2 separate regions of the Mus musculus genome follow, and region 1 is linked to region 2. Evidence: chromatin contacts called from public HiChIP or PLAC-seq data. All regions are on one chromosome and are shown on one strand. Each heading gives the region's core, a stretch centred on a gene start, on an enhancer-like site or on the middle of the called end of the contact. The rest is flanking DNA. Distances are from core to core; before and after follow the strand shown.

Region 1 (2,733 bases), core at 39-2,538, 1.4 Mb before region 2:
TTGATGTGTGGTTGCTATGTGAGGATAATATGGTGTAAGCCCTAGTGGTACTTACACTCAGCCAACACAGACACGTTTCTGATGCTTCCATTAAGCCCACTCCCCCTTTTCAACCTAAAAGCCAGCAATTGATGCTGAAACCCCAAATAAAGCTTTTGCACCTCTGCCAGACTCATCACCTAAGGGACTCCATAAATAACTGCCCCAAACTCTGGGATGGGATGAAGAGACAAATCAAAGGCTTTCTACTGGTGGGCAGAGCAAGTTGAAGCAGCTCTCTCATCCCGACAGCTGCTATTCTCCTTTCATGGCTACTTCTCCCAGTCTCTGCTTTTATGTGCCATGCAGTAAAATCAATGTCATTGATCTTTGGAAACAATGGAGGCCTTTACCCACAGAGACAAACTCATTTTTCTCTTTCACACAAGGAACCATGCTTTATAGTCAAGTTCATATGACTTATTCACTCAGCATTGAATGTGTGCTCCAACTCTTGGTCAAATAGGGTCTCCTTGAAGACTGACATATGACTTAGCAATGTGTATTACCCTCGCCTCTACCAGGACTAAGGGAAGCAAGAACTTTACTTGTTTGTTTGTTTGTTTGTTTACTTTGGCAGTAACTGTACAATTTCAGCTATTTGGTTTTATTTTTAAAATTGCCTAATTTAGGAGACTATGATGACATTCCAAATGTGTTTGTTTGACATGTTTAGTAAAAAATAAAAGCACATGATCAGAAATATTACACATACGATGACAGATAAAGTCTTTATAGAGAAAATGTGTCTGTAGATTCAAAGTCAGCTATTATCTAAATAGTCCTTAAGTTCAGATAATGAATAAAGCTTTCAATTCCTTAGACATGCCAAAAGATACAGGGGCATAGAGATTTAAATTTTAATTATGACCTTTGAAACCTCCCTCCAAAAAAATCCCTTCTTTCAAATCCTAGCTCTATTATTTTCTAATTCTGCATTTGATATATCAGTGTGGTTATCTGCACCTCTGTTTCCCCATTTGTAAAATACAAACAATAAAGACCTCATATAACTATTGCAAAAGTTAAATCATTTATGGAAAGAAATACTTAGCATGTTTCTTCTGTGTAGAGAAGCAATAAAAAGAAATAAAAAGGAATGGCTGTTAAAGGCCTCCTGAATTATCTTTGGTGTTTTATAAAATAAATAGTAAGTGCACAGCAATTTTTAAGAGCACTTCTACTCAAAGCGATCACTCCTCAATGCTGTAGAAACCATGTTTGATGAATTAGTCACTGTAGTCACATAACTATGGAAACAGCATACACATGGCCAGCCTCACCCTGTGGGAGTCATGGGAACTAAGTTCATAGTTCAGGTGTCTGTGGGGAACAAGAGACTTGGAAAAGCTGCCAGACTTTTTGGTGTTGGTCCAGTCTATCCCCAAGATCCCTTTTCATCTCATAATCACCTGGAAAGTGACACCCCAGAAGCGGAAGACAAGACATTTAAACATGAATTCCTCATCACCATGCATTGAAGCAGTAATATCTTAACCTGAATGTTTTCCCAACTGACTTCAAAGCCCCTGGGATCCTTTATCGGGCCTTCATCACCACCAATGAACACCATCAAGACTCTAGCTTGCAGAAGGTGATAACTAAATATTTGTTGATGGAATGATTACTATCTTTCAGAAAGGTGCCAAAAAAGCTTTGATGGCAGACAGTAAATAAGTTATTAACAATGGTGGACAGTAGCAGTGAGCAAAATACTTCACCTCTAGAGTGCACTATCTTATATCTTGTAATCCAAATGGGATTGTGAGACAAGACATTAGGCTTTAGCAAAGAGTATCTGAGACAGTTGTGGCTCAAAATGTCAGCTGTTTGAAAAACAAACAAACAAACACCGTGCATCAGTTCATTTTTCACACACTCATGCACACACTTATACCCATGTGCAAAGACATCCATGTCTGCACACACTCCTCAAAGAAGTGGGCAGCTTAACTGAAGTCTCATTCGAAGATTAAGAACAGACATTTAAAATCGCAAAGAGGCACAATCTTCAAAGCCTCCTGACCTGATTCCAGGAATCATAAATTTACATAAATTAAAATATTGAAATCATGATTTTTCTAAGGAATATTCCCAAAACAATTGCTATATTTAAAATAATGAACAGATTGATGGCATCCTCAACAGAGGCTTGCCCATACATTCCCTTTATGTGGCATTTAGCCTCCATGTATTAAAAATAGACAGATTCCCACCCCTTGACATTGGCTTAATCTTAGTAAATCCATGAGCTGGATAGCTCTGTTCTTAAGAGTAACCAGGAAAGCTTGGGAAAGTGTGTGGGAACTCTGCTCTGAGACCTTTACTTTACTAATGTTCACAGAGTCAACCATGAGAGAAACATGAAACATTTATCACTCCTCTAGGTTGAAGGACCCAGTTTAGCTACCAGAAAGGGCTTGTCTCCCTTCATTAGCTTTGCTAAGACATTTATCTGAAAACTGCCAATTGCCACAGCAAAATGCCAACTTTCTCGTCAAGAGCATTAGCCTGCACAAACTTTCAGACCTTTTCCCCTAGGATCCATATGTGAATCTTATGAGTCTAGATGTCTGCCTCTACCCTTTCATCTTCTCTGGTCTCTCAAAGCTAAGCCGGCAGCTCAAAGACATCAACTGAAAATCAGAGAACCCTGTCCCACGGCTCTCTTGGTTCTTTCTGGTTGGAATCTCT
Region 2 (2,740 bases), core at 82-2,581:
AGCAAGCACTAGATACCTTTGGCACAGGGCACAGACAGAACTCTCATCAAGCTATTGATGCTTTTACTCATTCAATCCAGGAGTTGAGTGGTGCTCCAAGCACTGAAGAGAACTGGTATTTAAAAGTGATTATTATTGCTGGTTTGTGGTTGTTTTTTTTTTTAATTAAAATAAATTATTATTATTTTTTTTTTTTTGCATTTTTCTCCTTTGAGTCAGGGTCTCTCTGTGTAGTCCTTGCTGTCCTGGAACTCATATAGAGATCTGCCTGCCTCTGCCTCCCTGATGCTGGGGTTAAAGGTATGGACCACCATGCTGGTCAGGTTGAGGTTTTCTTTGATCTTCCTGCTTTGGACTCCTGAGTGCTAGGATTATGCTGTGACATCACTCTCAGCTGTGACGGAGATTCTCGAGTCTCTACATGATGGGATTTAATGTTAGGGAGGAACACTTACAAACCAAACTCTGCGTGAGTCTGCTGGCTCTTTGATGAGGGTCCTGGGAATCAACCTTCTGAATGAAATCTCTCTCTATACAGACCACATTTCTTACCTCAGTCTAAAATATTAGTACAGTGGACATGAGAGATAATAAAATATGAAACTGGAAGCAACATCTTATCACCACATCCCAGCAGGCACCCTGATGGCTATCAGAACACTTTTAGAAACGTTTAGGGGGCAAATGAATAGCTGTAATCCCTGGGAAACTATAATTAAGCTCAGGGTTTATATTTGGGCACTCTGAATTTTCATATACATGTCTATGTTTCTTGAGGTCAGAGGCCAACTCCCGTCTTATCTTTTCTCTGCCCCTGCATCTGAGCACTTTATACCTAACACATACCATGTATGAACTGCATTATGTTTCCTGTGTGAGTCTTCCTGGCTGCAGCTATTATTCCTCATAACTCATTCTGAAATCCCCACCCCATGGGCAGGAAGTGGCAGTTATACATTTCAATGTACAATGGGCACACGCCCTTTACGCTTTTCACAGAGGCAATGAAATGACCCGAACTCTGGTCAGTTACAAGATTACTGGTGGTCTCTATACAAGCAAGGCCCAATGCTTTCCAAAGCTCTTTCAAAATGACTATCTCATCTGATACTTACATCAAGGCTTCTAAGTGAACAGTGAGCAAGAGCATTTCAGAGAGGAGGGAACTGACCCTGTCCCCCCTCAAGCCACATAGCTAGTCGGTGAGGTCTGGGGAAAACTGACTTCCCTCGTTACGTCAGATTGTGGAGCCGAAAGCAGCTAGTTCCAAGTTCCCAAGTGCCTGGCACAGAACTGGCACACAGTACGCTCTGACTGTCTTATTTACTGTTGTTACCTAGTACCTAGAGCAATACTTGGCAGAGGGAACAATGAATCATGGGTAATACAAGCGGGTGAATGAGTGACTGACAAGAAAAAGGGAAGGCATGACTCACGTGCTTGAGCCGTACAGACTGGAGTTTTCAGAAAACTGGACAAAATTGGCTTTGTGAGCTTGTCAATGTTTCTACACTCTTTCTGTACTTCCTTATCTGGTTACCTTTAAAACTTCACTAGATGTTTTCTCCTGTTACAGTTAACCTTTAAACTTCTCGGTTATGAAATCTTAAGGATTAAATATTAGTTCTGTTGAAAACATTTAATGGCTCAGACAAGGAAAACAAAAACAAAAAATAATCCCTAAGTGTAAATACATTATTTAAATTTCTAGGATTCAAGATACTAATGCCAGGGTTACTACTAAATCTGCTAATCTGCAGGGAGCGCATCTAGCTGCCGACACTGAAGGGCTAGTCAGGCTGGAATGTACTAAGTAGTAAAGTGCTTGCCCAGCACCTGCCAGGTCCTGGGTTCAATCCCTAGTACCACCCCAAAGCCCCGAGCATAGTAACAGTTGTACACAGAAACAGAAAACAGCAAGAAAGGTCTACCCAGATGCGTTGATAAACAGCACAGTCTTTATGATACTGACTCTGGACCAGACTTGAGTATGCGACTGTAGTTCCTTGAGAGAACACCAACCAGAGCTTTAGTATTTCTAACCTGAATTGGCCACCCTCTCATTTCTTGTCCCAGATGAACAAAGATGGGGCTTGCTGGCATGAGCTTGCTATATACTGTAGCCACACAAGAGTGACTATCAATGTTGGGTGACAGGCTCTGGACAAAAATACGTAAGTACTAAGTCAGTGTCTGTAAGTACCTGGTCAGTCTCCCCCACCCCCCCAACCCGAGCCCACTGAAACATAAACATAACTTCAAAGTCACTGGACACTCTTCTCTGTATGCTTCAATCAACATATCTGGCTCTGTCTAATGTCTGGTTCTGCCTGGAAATACACGGGCAGCAGGGAATTCTTGGAACTAAACTGTGATATAGCAAAAGGACTGGCTAGATTCAAGCTCTCATAACAGAAGATGGTCATGCCCAAAGTTCAACATGCAGCAAGCAAAGAAAACCCCAGAACTGGAGAAGCGCAGTTACGTTTAACCTGTGAACCAAAGCCTGCCCTACAGTGCAGTCACCCTTCAGTTAGCTGCTGTCTTGGTAGAGTGCTATGACTTCATCTTTATCATCTGGGTCCATTCTGAAAAACACATTGTCATAAAGGGCTGACACTGGTGACTGAGGTACCAGCCTCTCCCAGGTTAACTCACTAAGGGCCACTCCCTCCTGCTACACTGATTCACCACAGGGACATCATCTGGATTCCTTGACCTAGAACTCAACCTGAGGGGA

The links. HiChIP or PLAC-seq counts read pairs in DNA pulled down with a chosen protein or histone mark.
Region 1: an HNF4G HiChIP or PLAC-seq map of pancreatic cancer cells shows a contact between it and region 2. The contact joins two enhancer-like sites. A contact is called at or near these places in 1 of 115 datasets of contacts at active chromatin or transcription factors (pancreatic cancer cells) and 1 of 9 other capture datasets (embryonic stem cells).

What each region holds. Positions count from the first base shown.
Region 1 is chr15:60,887,501-60,890,233 of GRCm38.p6, reverse strand. No RefSeq gene overlaps it. Among named protein-coding and RNA genes, the nearest start is that of A1bg, 32 kb to the left of the region's middle. Within about 2 kb of position 1,288, at least 10 of the 459 cell types and tissues checked have an H3K27ac peak or open chromatin away from gene starts, as enhancers often do. A contact at or near this core is called in pancreatic cancer cells, where this site is marked.
Region 2 is chr15:59,510,297-59,513,036 of GRCm38.p6, reverse strand. All of the region lies in intron 4 of Nsmce2 (NSE2/MMS21 homolog, SMC5-SMC6 complex SUMO ligase), which reads right to left. Among named protein-coding and RNA genes, the nearest start is that of Gm36677, 110 kb to the left of the region's middle. Within about 2 kb of position 1,331, at least 99 of the 459 cell types and tissues checked have an H3K27ac peak or open chromatin away from gene starts, as enhancers often do. A contact at or near this core is called in pancreatic cancer cells, where this site is marked.